Linked DNA regions of Rattus norvegicus: region 1 is linked to region 2. The links are chromatin contacts, called in public Hi-C maps. All regions are on one chromosome and are shown on one strand. Each heading gives the region's core, a stretch centred on a gene start, on an enhancer-like site or on the middle of the called end of the contact. The rest is flanking DNA. Distances are from core to core; before and after follow the strand shown. Region 1 overlaps Slc12a8 (solute carrier family 12, member 8). Region 2 holds the start of Heg1 (heart development protein with EGF-like domains 1).

Region 1 (6,818 bases), core at 3,786-6,285, 110 kb after region 2:
ATTTTATGGAAGGAGATGCTGAGACCCAGGAAAAGCGATTCCTATACCACAAGATGGGCAGCTGGCGGGGTAAGTGCAAGATCCAGGGAATCTAAGCCTCCACTCGACAAGCCCTATGCCCTCACAGGCCCTGTGGCAGCAATTCTGTGTATTGTTATGATGGGACCATTTGCCTGTTTTTCCATTAGACTCTGCACCAGGTAGCTACTTTCCTGGTATGGCTACACTGCCGAGCCCCATGAGACAAGCAAACATATAAATATTCTTAAGAATAGCATTTGGGCTCTCTCCTCAAGCCGAGCAAGATGCCCAAAGGAAAGAAGGCCAAGGGGAAGATGGTGGCCCTGGCCCCCCGCCGTGGTCAAGAAACGGGAGGCCAAAAAGGTGATCAATCCTTTATTTGAGAAAAGGTCCAAGAACTTCGGCATTGGGTAGGACATCCAGCCCAAAAGAGATCTCAACGTGCTTTGTCAAATGGCCCCGCTACATCAGGCTGCAGCATCAAAGAGCCACCCTATATAAGCAGCTCAAAGTACCTCCTGCCATCAACCAGTTCCCCCTGCCCTGGACAGGCAAACAGCGATTCAGCAGCTTAAACTCGCCCACAAGTACAGGCCAGAGACAAAGCAGGTGAAGAAGCAAAGGCTGCTGGCCTGTGCTGAGAAGAAAGATGCTGGCAAAGGGGACATCTCAACTAAGAGACCACCTGTCCTCCGAGCAGGGGTCAATACAGTCACCACCTTGGTGGAGAACAAGAAGGCTCAGTTGGTGGTGATTGGCCATGATGTAGACCCCATTGAGCTGGTGGTTTTCCTGCCTGTCCTGTGTCAAAAGATGAGGGTGCCCTACTGGATCATCATGGGAAAGGCCAGGCTGGGTGCCTGGTTCACAGGAAAACATGCATGACTGTTGCCTTCACACAGGTTAACTCGTAAGGCAAGGGTGCTCTGGCTAAGCTGGTGGAAGCTATTAGGACCAATTATAATGACAGATATGACGAGATCCACCAGCACTGGGGAGGCAACGTCCTGGGTCCCAAGTCTGCGGCTTGCATTGACAATCTGGAAAAGGTAAAGGCTAAAGAACTCGCCACTAAACTGGGTTAAATGTACACTTAGGTTTTCTGTACATAAATATAATTATAAAATTAAAAAAAATAACATTTGGGATCAAGCCAAGTGTCCACAACAGGAGAAACCATAAGCAAAGTGTAGTGTATTTGGGGAGTGGAATATCATTCAGCCATAAAAAGGAATGAAGCGGTGGCTGTAAAGAAAGCATAGTTGGTAACCTACTTGCCTTGCAAGCATGAGGACCTGAGGTCAACACTCCAGAATCCAGATTTTTAACAGCCAGGGGGCCAAAGAATTTACTCAGAGGACAGGAAAACTTGTTCCACGATCATGAGGACAGGAATTCAGATTCCGGCATCCCTGTCACAAGTTGGGTATCCCCACAGACAGGTGCCTGTAAACTTCAGCAATGAGGGATGAGGAGACGGGAGGGTTACAGAGGCTTGCTGGCTTCCAGCCTATACAATAGAAGTTCCAGCTTCAAGGGGAGACTCCGCCTCAAAGATAAAGGCAGACAGGGAGAGGGAAGGACACTCAACAACACCCTCTTCTAGCCTCTGCATGTGGCTACCCACACAAATGTAAGCACACACACATACACATTGGTTAATTAGCTAATTAAGTAAATGTTTTATTCTACGTGTCTGGGGGGTTGGCTTGCATGATTGCACAGCTCGTGCATGCCTGGTGCCAGCAGAGACCAGAAGAGGGCATTTGATCTCCTGGAGCCAGAGCTACAGATGCTTGTGATTGCTGGGAACCAAACCCGGACCCACAAGAACAGCTGGTGCTTTTAACCACCGAGTCATCCCTCAGCCCCACTGATCAAATATGCTTTCAGGTGGGGTGTGCTGACACGTGCTTATAATCCTGCCACTGGGGACACAGAGACAAGCAAATAAATCCCTGGGGCTCACCGGCCAGTCTGTCTTAACTACTTGGTGAGCTCCAGGCCAGTGAGAGGCTCTGTCTTGAAAGCATGGTGGACAGCACCTGAGGAACAGCAACTAAGACTGTTCTCTGCACACACAGACTCTTGGATGGATAGACAGACAGACAGATGGACACACACACACACACACACACACACACACACCATACACAATAGGGATGAAACACTGGACATGCTACAACGTAGGTGGTCTTTAAAAACATTACACCAAGTGCATGGACAAATGCCATAGGAGTCTGTCCGTGAGAAACATCCAGCCTGACTAACAAACTCAGAGACAGCCACAGCAGAACAGTCCCCCAGGGCCAAGGGACTCGGTTTCTTTTTGGGGATGTGGGAACCTTCTGGGAGTCCAATGGTGGTGACTGCTGTACATTGTGCTATGACTAACTGATCCCACTGAATTGCTTACCCAAAAATGGCTTAAACATCAACTCACACCTTAGAGATATTTTATCACAATAAAAAGAACCCACTCCTTGGCATATGCCCCTCAGGGACCACAGCCCGCAGCCTTGATTTAGACCCAGCCCCTGGCTGCTTTACACATACAGAAATGGTGAATGAAAGTGCTTCTTGGTTGAGGCCAGTGGGAAGTCAGGTACAAGGCAGTAGCCTCCCAGACATGGCTACTCCCCAAACAGAGCTGGCTACAGCCCAGGAGGGAAAGATCAGTGCTAGGTTCACTGTGTTCCACCTGTCAAACGCAGATACAGGTAGAGCCCTGTGTGTTCCTGAGTTTAAGTGAAAGCCTGGGCTCCCTTTGCTGACACCTGGAGCCTTGGTATGTCAGTGGCGGAGGTGAGAGGCAGGCAAGGACGCCATTGAGAAGCAGAGGTTTGGGTGTCTCAGGGTCAGGTGTTCCCAGCGGTCACACTTGGCCCACGTGTTCCCACTTCCAAGACTCTCGTGATCACCAGGACTTGAGATCTGGGAACAACTTTTAACATGGTCCCCACAAGCCAGGGCTAGCCTTGGGGTAATATGCTATCCACCTAGGCAGCCCCGTGACAGTGGAAGCACTCTGGCTCTAAAGCTCCATGCTGTTCATGTCCTCATAGGGGCAGGCAGAGCTCAGTGCTCTAGGTACCCATGGCCTTCAGACGCCAAGAGAAAGCAGGCAGGGGAGTACCTGCCTGCACTCATTTCCTTTCTGTGTCTTCGCTGTGAGGGTGAGGTGCTGTCCGGGACACCTCCTCACAGAAGAGGACACCTCAGGGTCCCTCCTTCTGCATCAGTTCCTCAGTTCAGACTAGGACGTCATCATTTGGGTGTGGAACCTGGAGTCTTTGTTAACAGGGTAGAAAGTGCTCTAATGACAGCGGCATAAGGGAACACAGGGGGAAAAGGGGAATGGCTTGGATTAAAGTGTCCAGGTGCCTACTTCACGGTGCAGAGCCGAGTCCCGGAAGCAGCAGGGCCTGAGCGCTGTTGAAAGCCTACTCCTGGCTCCGTTCCTTCCTCACCCCCAATCTACAACACAAGGATCTTCATTTTCATACGGGCCCTAGATCCTGAGACCTGAGAAACACTGTCTTGGCACGCAAACCAGTGACTTCCAGGGGCTTCTCCATCTAGGATAAGCAATGACAGTGACAATAACTCTCTGCTGGGCACCTGCTTCATGGTCTCAGACAGACCAGCAAGGCAGGCATTAAGGTCTTCAGATGTGAGGAGAGGTTGGCAGGATCCGTGCAGCAAGTTGCAGCCATGCAGGGATTTGTTATGAGGAGCCTAACTCTAAAAGCAGGGCTCAGGAGAGCAACTGTGGTGCAACCTTTCACTCGAGGCCAGCAACTACAGCCTCTTGCTGACTTCCTGTAGGGCCAGAAATTCCCTGTGTTCCCTAGGGAGGTGGTTCCAGGGGCTTCCTAGGCCTGGGCTGCTGCTGCGGCTGGACTAAGCCTGAAGCAGCCTCAGTATCTTCTCAGAACTTGTCCATGAGGAGGAGCTTGCATGGACACCTGCGGAGCACACGAGGGTCCTGGGCTAGAGTGGCATGGGAGTTGGAACAGTGAGCAGGCCTGGGACCGCTTCATTATGAGTTCAGAAATCTCAGCACTGGACCCCAGAGTGCAGGCACAGGAAAGAAAGCAGGGGGAGGACCAGCTCAACTCCCATATTACTGTTATGGCTTGCAAATTTATGATGACAGCCCTAGGGGGAAGCATGGCTCTGCCAGCTCCACCTGGCTGGCCCTCACAGCCTCCTGGATCCCCAGCCAACCTTAGATGGGCGCTCGGCCTCAGCGACTCACCGTGACTGCCCATTCCCCAATCAAATGTGCAGGATACCTACGAGGCCTGCCTGGCAGACCCACCCACCATCACGATGCCTCCGCGCGCGCGCGCGCGCGCACGCACACAGTGCTCCCAAAGTGCTTGAGCCTCAGAGTACCATGATTTGCTCTCCCACAGCAGAGCATTCTGCATACTTCTCAATGCCACGGGCTACTGACCTCCGCCCCTATAGTGAGAGGCGCACAAGGCTGGCTGAGCCAGAACCTGGCGGGTCACAGGCAGAACGTGCTAGCCCAACCCTCAGGGCGCCATCCTTTACTTCCTTGGAACTCCCAGCTTGTCAGAGCTCAGTAATGTTAAAGGACCTCCCAAGCCAGTGATTTCATACACCAGGCATTCATCCACAGAACTCTGGCCAGGGAGGCCGGCCAGCCCTGCCGCCTGCCCACAGAGTTGGATCCCAGTTGGCAGAAACTGGGCAACATTGACTCTCACTTGCTCTGCACCGCTCATCGGGCTCCATGGCCTCTGCAGCCTGCGGTTCCTTTCTGTGCCCTTCAGTGCGAAGGGCAGCAAGATGACAACAATCGGGCTGGGGATTTAGCTCAGTGGTAGAGCGCTTACCTAGGAAGCGCAAGGCCCTGGGTTCGGTCCCCAGCTCCGAAAAAAAGAACCAAAAAAAAAAAAAAAAAAAAAAAAAAAAGATGACAACAATCAGTGGACCCATCTCAGTTGTAGGGCGGGGTTTGGGGCCAGTCATTCTTTGTCAGAACCAAACTGAGGACAAGAGGAGGGAGTGAGACTGCACAATCCTTATAGCACTCGCAGCTGCCGTTCTGCCCATAGAAAACCTAATCCAAATCAGGACATCCGGGTCCCTAAAACCCTTTCTCCCTCACCCAGAGACACATTAAAAGTCCAACACACTTACTCTTTTTTTTTTTTTTTTGATTCTTTTTTTTGGAGCTGGGGACCGAACCCAGGGCCTTGTGCTTCCTAGGTAAGCACTCTACCACTGAGCTAAATCCCCAGCCCCCAACACACTTACTCTTAAAAACAAGAATCCCCCACATAAGATGATATTCCATAGGTAGAACACACAGGCCGTCCATCCAACAAGTCTCTGGCTGGAGTTAACAAGGAAGAAGATATGGATTTGGGAGGAACTGAGGACAAAGAACAGAAAGAGAGAGGGAGAAATAAAGGAAGACACAGCAAGCCAGGAGGGAGCGAGGAGAGAGGAAGGTAACGCCGCCGAGGGGTGTGGCGGTCTGGCTTTGCTGTGGGATCAGTCAGTAGTTCCAAAATCTCCACCCAGACCCTCGCATTTTCTTATCACTTTCCACTGCTTAATCCTCTAAAAATTCCTGGGTCCTGATCCTTACTCTTTCTCCCTTCAGGGCCAAGGATGCCTCTGGGAATCTGGCAGCAGTCCTGGACTCTCTCCCAGAAAAATATACTTATCCACTTACAAGCCCTCTTGAAATTTCAGGAGCTCTTGGACTCCATACTAGGAGCTAGGTCCTCCACTGTCATCAGAAAAACTCATAACAGCCCAAATAATTAAACTACATTAAATTAAACTAAGAGGTTAGGTGTGGTGGTGCATGCTGGAATGTCAGCAGTTGGGAGGCTGAGGCAGGGGGATCTCTACACGTTCAAAGCTGGTCTGGTCTCCAGAGCAGGTGTTTCAAGACAGTTAAGATCATATCCCTGTTCCCGCCTTCTGAAAGGGGGATGGGATGTGTCTTTAGAGAGAACACTGGCTGCACTTGAGCGTATCTGGGGCCCAAGCACTTGTCCCTAGGGAAGTCCTTACCAGGTGAACTAGAAGCAAGACCAGGGCCCGCCATGTGTGTGGGTGGTTATTATGCAGCAAAAGGCCCACCTTTGACTCAGGCAGCCCTATCCACCTGTTCAGATATTCAGTCTTTACAGGTTCATGAAATGGTTAAGAAACAACAGGATTAATATAGTAAATATGGCCATTTTACCAAAAGCGATCTACAGATTCAATGCAATCCCCATCAAAATATCAATCCAATTCTTCAGAGAGTTAGACAGAACAATTTGCAAATTCATCTGGAATAACAAAAAACCCAGGAAAGCTAAAATTATCCTCAACAATAAAAGGACTTCAGGGGGAATCACTATCCCTGAACTCAAGCAGTATTACAGAGCAATAGTGATACAAACTGCATGGTATTGGTACAGAGACAGACAGATAGACCAGTGGAATAGAATTGAAGACCCAGAAATGAACCCATACACCTATAGTCACTTGATTTTTGACAAAGGAGCCAAAACCATCCAATGGAAAAAAGATAGCATTTTCAACAAATGGTGTTGGTTCAACTGGAGGTCAGCATGTAGAAGAATGCAGATCGATCCTTGCTTATCACCCTGTACAAAGCTTAAGTCCAAGTGGATCAAGGACCTCCACATCAAACCAGATACACTCAAACTAATAGAAGAAAAAGTGGGGAAGCATCTCGAACACATGGGCACTGGAGAAAATTTCCTGAACAAAACACCAATGGCCTATGCTCTAAG
Region 2 (6,812 bases), core at 412-2,911:
CCACAAATGTCCTACCGTGTCTCTCAGTTACTTTCCTACGGTAACAAGATTATGGACGCTAGGGCTGCACGGTGTGTGTCTGTAAGGATCTTCAGAGCTGCTTTCCTTTCCCTTCCCTCACCTTTCCTCAGTTACCCTTCCTGACCTGGACCAGTGACTCAGAAGTTCACAAGGTCAAGGCAGTCTGCAGAAGGGGAGATTACCGGTCAATCAAGGCTTTATGAGGGTAGAAAAGTTTCTCTTGTTCAATTCTAGGAAGCAGTACCTCTCCGTTCTAAGGATGAGAAAGTTGGGAGAAAGTTTGTGAAGTGTGCAAGACAGACAGGCAGACAGACAAGATGAGAAAAGGGGGGGGGGGGAGGGAGGTGGACACTGGACAAAATCTTGGCAAACCCAGCAATGTGGCAACAACTGAGGCCGTTGTGTGCCCTTTGCCTCTCACAGGAGGACAACTGGCTAACATCACCTAGTCTGGATTGGTTCACAGTACCTATTATTTTTACTTTCATTTTGTCACCTCTTGTCACTTGGGAGGCTGAATGGGGCCCTTCTATTCCACAGATGAGGAAACCGAGAGCCAAAGACATACACAGCCGAGGTCGTATGGGCGTTAGATTAGAATCCCACCCAGGCCGTGGCATTTTCTTCCACCAGAAAAAGGAACTAGAGACAAAGGCGTTGGGCACAGGAGTTGAGTCCCCATTCTGTGACCAGGACAGGCAGTGCCTGCCTGCACAGCAGCTGGCTGAGGAGAAAAGGACTCCAGGACAGTCCAGAGCCAGCCGGCGTCTTGCAGGATTTTGACCTTACAGCCCCCCACCCCCACCCCAAGTACCCCGATCCTATGGTTGGCTAGGTAGCTCGTTTTGTTTTAAACGAGCACTCTTTGTCCTTTAAGATGTCCTAAGTACTAGAAGCCTATCAAACTCCAAAATCCGTTATTTACTTACACTGGAAAGTCAGGCTCTAGACCAGAAGAGAGCAGTTCTTCCTCGTGAGGACGAGGACGGGAAGGGGGGACTGAAACCGAGGGACAGCAGCCAGAAGTTTCCACTCCCCACGAGGTAGGAGAGGCTCTTTGGGGTCTTCTTTTTGTAAAAGGGAAAAGGGTATGGGCTACCCCAGGAGAGAGTTTTCTTCCAAAGCTCGGGAAGGGAACGCATGTGTAGACTTTATATTCCAGTGGCCAGGGACAGTATTTCTCTGTCCTGGGCCACCCCCAGGGTTCTACCCACGAGGGTCCATGGAACCGCGCGGCCCTGGTGGAACAGCCCCCTAGAGCCCACGCCCCCTGCCCCACGCTGGAGGTTCTCACTCACCCGCGCTCACGCCTCTGGGGACACGTCCGGAACGTCCCCGCCGGGTCGCGACGCCGGGCCCGGGGACCGTGTGTCCAGCGCCAGGCGGCGAAAGCGGCCCCGCGGCCCGGAGGAGTGTACGGTGGGCCGGGGAGGGAAGCGGGCTCTGCGCCCCGGAGGCGGCGGGCCGCAGCAGCAGCAGCGGTAGCAGCAGCAGCAGCAGCAGCGGTGGCGGCGGCCACCGCGGGGCGCGCGGCGTGGCCATGGTGGCGGCGGCCGCCCGCGCTCACATGCCGGGTGCCGGGCGGAGGGCGGCGGCGAGCGGAGCGGGATGCGAGCGCGCTCTCAGCCGCAAAAGTTGTGCGAGCCGCGGGAGGGCGGAGGCGGCCCCGTTGCTGCCACACGCCAATCAGCCCGGGCGGGTCGCGGGGCGGGCGGCTCCTCCTCGGTTGACATCACCCGCCCCGCGCGGGGGCCCGGGGGCGGGGAGAGGGCAGGAAGAGGGCGGGGGCGGTCTGGGTCTCCCGAGTGAGCTCACGGAACCCCCGGGTGAACTCATGGAGCCTCCTGTAACTTCTGTCACAGGGCCCATACCGTGGAGCATCGCTTTGGCTTTTGGAGAGATGGAAGGGGGCGGGGGTTCCTTAGCCAGACAGTAGGTCTGTGAAAAGTAAATCCTGACAATATAATTGTTATCAGGTGAGTGAGTGAGTGTACAGAGTGCTTTCAAAAATACCCGGTTCCGTAGCGTGGATTTAAAGAGACCCCAATCCACCGCAGCCCTTTTGGGTCCCCAGCGCTGGTGAGAAGCTTCCTTCCGCCAGGGCGGGAACCCTCATCTTCTTTAAGGCTCATAAGTCTGATTTCCTTCCCACGCTGTCTTTGGCTTACACCACCATAGTTCTTCAGAGATGTCGCTGCTGAGACACCCAAAGAGGCCACAGGGAAGAGAAAACTGAACCCGGGCTGGGGCAAGGGAAAACCCATAGCCAGGAAAAGGGCAGCAATTTGCAAATTAAACATTTAAAAATTCGGCCCATACTGAAGTTGAAATGAAACCTTTAGGGAGATGTTCCAAGACAGAGTGTCAGTAAATTTGCTTGGTAAGTAAAATTCTGTGTGCGTTCCTATTCCCTCCCTCCAGGAGACAATGACACAATGTCCAGATTTTAGGACCCAAGTCTCTTTTATTTGTAAGAGAGAGCAGCTCAAAATGGGGGAAATAACTTGCTTAAGAGTTGCTAGGAGAACCAACAATTAAAGGATTTCTCATCGAATGAACATGTGGCTTCGTTCTTACCTCATAGTTTAGAGTTGTCAATAATTCAAAGTCTCATCCAAAATGAAAACCACAGATCCCTTGGGATGCTCTCAGATGTGCTAGGGTCTTTTGTCTGTTTACCAAATGTTCAGGAAACAGGCTTGTCTCTTTCCCCGTGTCTCTGCCTCTCTCTGTCTCCGAGCCTCCATGACCCACCTCCAGGGGAGTGATCAGATCATAATGTCCAGGGTAGGGGCAGATGGGCCTAGACCCATTTTCTGGTGACTCAGTACAAGTGAGTCACTTGGCAGGAAACAAAGGCTGCTCCGCATAAACAAGCTTACCTTACACAAATGAGCAAAGAGGAGAGGATGGGCTTGAGTTAGGGTTTATAGAACCTCAAAGGAAACCTAACTTTTCAGGTCTCACATGCAATGTTCAGTCCTCTTTCTCTCTTTCCTTCTCTCTAAAACAACAACAACAACAACAACAACAACAACAACAATAACAATAACAACAACAACAATAACAATAACAATAACAACTCCAATTATGGCCCCAGCTCAACGCCTCCTGACACCACTGCCAGCTCCCAGGAGGAGCTGAGAGTTCTACATCATCATCTGAGGGCCACTAGAAGACTGGATCCCACATGGTCAGGAGGAGGGTCTCATTGCCCACCCCCACAATGACACACTTCCTCCAACAAGGCCACACCTCCTGATAGTGCCACACTCCCTGGGTTAAGCATATGCAGACCACCACAGCTAGTGTGGGGGCTTTGGTATTCACAACAGCTACCTGTTACTAGGGGCTGCCTTCGTTTTATTGGCAGGACTACACAGCAGACCAGACTCGGCTGGTCAAGCTCCAGCAGGCCAATCCACTGCGCTCGGAGGCTCTGGTCATTACAGCTTCCTCCCTTCAATAGAAAGGAGGACTAGTTAGAGAGCAGGGCAAACTTATAGGCAAACAAGAAGGTGTAAGGGTTTAAAGGCCTGACCGGGCTTCTCCTGTGCGTTCAGAAAACTCACTTGGGAATCTTGCCTTTGCCACCAACGCCCAAGGGCACTGCACCTGCCACCTGCCCCTCCCTTTAAGCATTACGGATCTGTCTTTCTACCTTCTAAGTCAACGGAACTTTCAGAGAAACAGCCAGCTTAACCGGTGGATACAAAGTTGCAAAGATGGTCCTAATACTTTTCCATCTCCAAGGACAAAGTATGAGTGATCAGCAAGGAGGCTACACTCAGGACAGAAACTTGCAAACAGTGGTCAGCTTGGTCTCAGAATCTTTATTTTCCTGACTTTTCCACTCTTTGACTGTGATCCGGGCCTCAATTACTCCATCTATAGAACAGATTGTCCTAGATGGTGGATGAGAAGTATTCTGTCCCTGGTGGTTTAAGGTTCGAAGGCAAAGCTCTTCACACAGGTGCCTTAAGGACACAGGAGCCAGGGCCTAGTGAAGCCACCAGAGTGGAGCTCTCTGTAGGTGGGTCTGAGAGAAAGGGTTGTTGTAAGTGTGAAAGAGAATAGCCAGAGGCACTCGGGAAGTCCGAAGTCGCCATGGCTGCCTCTCAGGGATGGAGAGTACGAGAAGAGAATCGATCGGCCCTGCAGATATCTCTCTTGGGAGCAGAGAAAAAAATGGGGAGAGGAGATGAGGGAGTGAAGCAAAAGTGGGAGAACCCATCCTTTATTAAGAACAGGTAGTTGGGCTGGAGAGATGGCTCAGTGGTTAAGAGCACCGACTGCTCTTCCAGAGGTCCTGAGTTCAAATCCCAGCAACCACATGGTGGCTCACAACCATCTGTAATGAGATCTGATGCCCTCTTCTGGTGTGTCTGAAGAGACTGACAGTGTACTTATATGTAATAAATAAATATTTAAAAAAATCATGTCTCTCTATCAATTAAAAAATTAAAAAAAAAGAACAGGTAGTTGTAGTGTGTGTGTGTGTGTGTGTGTGTGTGTGTGTGTGTGTGTGTGTGTACAGAAAGGGAGAACCACGTGGGAGCTGTAGAGGGAGAGGTGAGAAGGGTCAGAAGACTGATGTCGTATTCAGGGTTTTACTGCTGTGAACAGACACCATGACCAAAGCAAGCCTCATAAAGGACAACATTTCATTGGGGTCGGTTACAGGTTCAAGGCAGGAGCATGGCAGCATCCAGGCAGCCATGGTGCAGGAGAAACTGTGAGTTCTACATCTTCATCTGAGGGCCACTAGAAGACTGGCTCTCACATGGTTAGGAGGAGGGTCTCATTGCCCACCTCCACAATGACACACTTCCTCCAACAAGGCCACATCTCCTGATAGTGCCACACTCCCTGGCATATCCAAACCCCCATAGTGTGGGGGCTTTCATATTCACAACAGCTACCTGTTACTAGGGGCTGCCATAGTTTTATGTGACAGGAAATTGACCTTTCTGGCAGACAGGTGTGTGAGGAAGGTTACCAGCAATCCTTCTGTAGTCACTGCCTTTTGGGGTTTGGTACTTAAGAGTCTTCTTCAGGAACGTGGAGATACAGAGTCTAGATCATGTCAGATGACTTAGAAGAACTTCTCTCTAGAACCAGGAGGACATATACAGTGCCCTCATAGATCTATTCTGGTCTTGAGAGTCTGATGATCTAGACTGAAAACAGCTCAGGCCGAATTCTGGGCTGGGGCTACAGAAGCAGGAGTGAGGTCGTACCATAGAGGCTGACAGGGAAGTCAGCCGGAATACAAGGTCTCTGTCACCCCATGCTACACGGAGTCAGAGCGTGTACAGTGGCTTTCATGCCTTGGTTTGCAGTAACGAACAGGACTCCCATTTCCAGTAGCTTTAAACCCTGTGATATTTCCTCCATGTTCACAACCTTTTCACACAGAAGTCGAGGTCTGTGAGGTAGCTTTCTTTCTCAGAGTCTTTTAGGGCCGGGCAATCTGCTGTTCTGTGGTTTATGGCTTCCAACTTTCCTTTGGGATTCCGCATTCCAGTCAGCCAGAGGTAAGAACATGGAGAGGTAAGCAGGAGAAACGTCGATGAGCCCCGGCCTGGGAGGGGTGTGCCTCACTTCCTCTTACATTCCGCTACGGAGAACATGACAATAGGTTTCACCCAACTGGGAAGGAAGCTGGGAAATGTGGCTGAGACACATAGGCAAAGAGGAGGAGACGAGGTTCGGGTAGATTGTTACCTCTATGGGCTGGCATGAGGGTGCATGGGAGGAAGGGAAAGCATTAGCGTTTCTTTCTTTGCACAAAAAGGGTGGCTAATCAGATGATCTCTTGGGGCCCAGCTACTTGAATATTCCATAATTTGCATAAGATGTTCTATGCCTCAGAGTAAATGAGCAGAACAGGCTCCAGTGAAGCATACCCTCTGCCCATTGGTCAGCACAGAGGCCCTTGGGTTGCCTCCAAGTTCTGTCCTGAAGCTGTTCCCAGTCCTCAGCCAAGTCAGGTGATGGCTATTGACTTCAGTGTCCCCAACTGCCCATTGAGAAGAAGCCCCGTTACCTTTCAGTGCCTCACCAGGTCAGTCTGAAGATCCCAAGGATACGGTTAGGTCACTGTGTGAAGGCACCGAGAGCTCTTCCAAGCCCCCCCCCCCCCGCCTCTACACAATGATGTGGTCACCAGGGCCTGTCAACTGTGCCCACTTTATTCCTGAGCCTGTGTAATAGTATAGGTCAGCAGACCATTCCTAGGATGCTCATAGTTCTGGGGATTAGGGGTTCCAGAAGATGTAAATTAGTCAACAGACACCCACACTCAGTTTAGCCTGGGGTGCAGAGGTGGGCTTTAGGCATCCTGGTGGGAGGCCTGGCCACTTCCTCATGCTCTCCCACCCTGGGTCTTGTTTATTCAACCTCTCCTGGCTTGTCTCCTCCCACTGGATTGATGAGCTGCTGTCTTGGAACTTCTGCACTTTCCCCATCTTTCATCAACAGATCTCAACACAATGCCTCCTTTCATTTAGCCCTTTAATAAATATTTCTTCTGTGACTACCCTGGGCCTGGCTCTGTGTTGGGGGCGGGATGAGTCTCTGACCTCAGAGCTTAAAGGTTTGAAGGAAACGGCTGTCAAAAGAGCATCATTGAAGCCCCCCCGTGCCTGTGGAAGGGCCCTGAAGAAGGGCATTCAGGAGAGCATGCCATTTCCCTATAAAACCAGGTCGAGCCACGATCTGATGGCTGTCGAGGTTGTTAGCCAGGTCAAAGGGAGTTAGAAGAATATGTACAAGCCAAAAGGCAGGAA

What was found. Hi-C and Micro-C count contacts between places; a contact is called where the count stands out from the background.
Region 1: a Hi-C map of the A7r5 cell line shows a contact between it and region 2, with 2.0 times the contacts expected there. The contact joins the enhancer-like site here to the promoter of Heg1 in region 2. A contact is called at or near these places in 3 of 12 Hi-C or Micro-C datasets (the A7r5 cell line, frontal cortex and psoas muscle).

The regions. Positions count from the first base shown.
Region 1 is chr11:80,708,941-80,715,758 of GRCr8, forward strand. All of the region lies in intron 4 of Slc12a8 (solute carrier family 12, member 8), which reads right to left. Among named protein-coding and RNA genes, the nearest start is that of Slc12a8, 59 kb to the right of the region's middle. Within about 2 kb of position 5,036, at least 28 of the 93 cell types and tissues checked have an H3K27ac peak or open chromatin away from gene starts, as enhancers often do. A contact at or near this core is called in the A7r5 cell line, where this site is marked.
Region 2 is chr11:80,598,431-80,605,242 of GRCr8, forward strand. It overlaps Heg1 (heart development protein with EGF-like domains 1), which reads right to left and starts at 1,662. Exons shown (of 18, transcript NM_001427854.1): 1 at 1,320-1,662. The coding sequence starts at 1,563.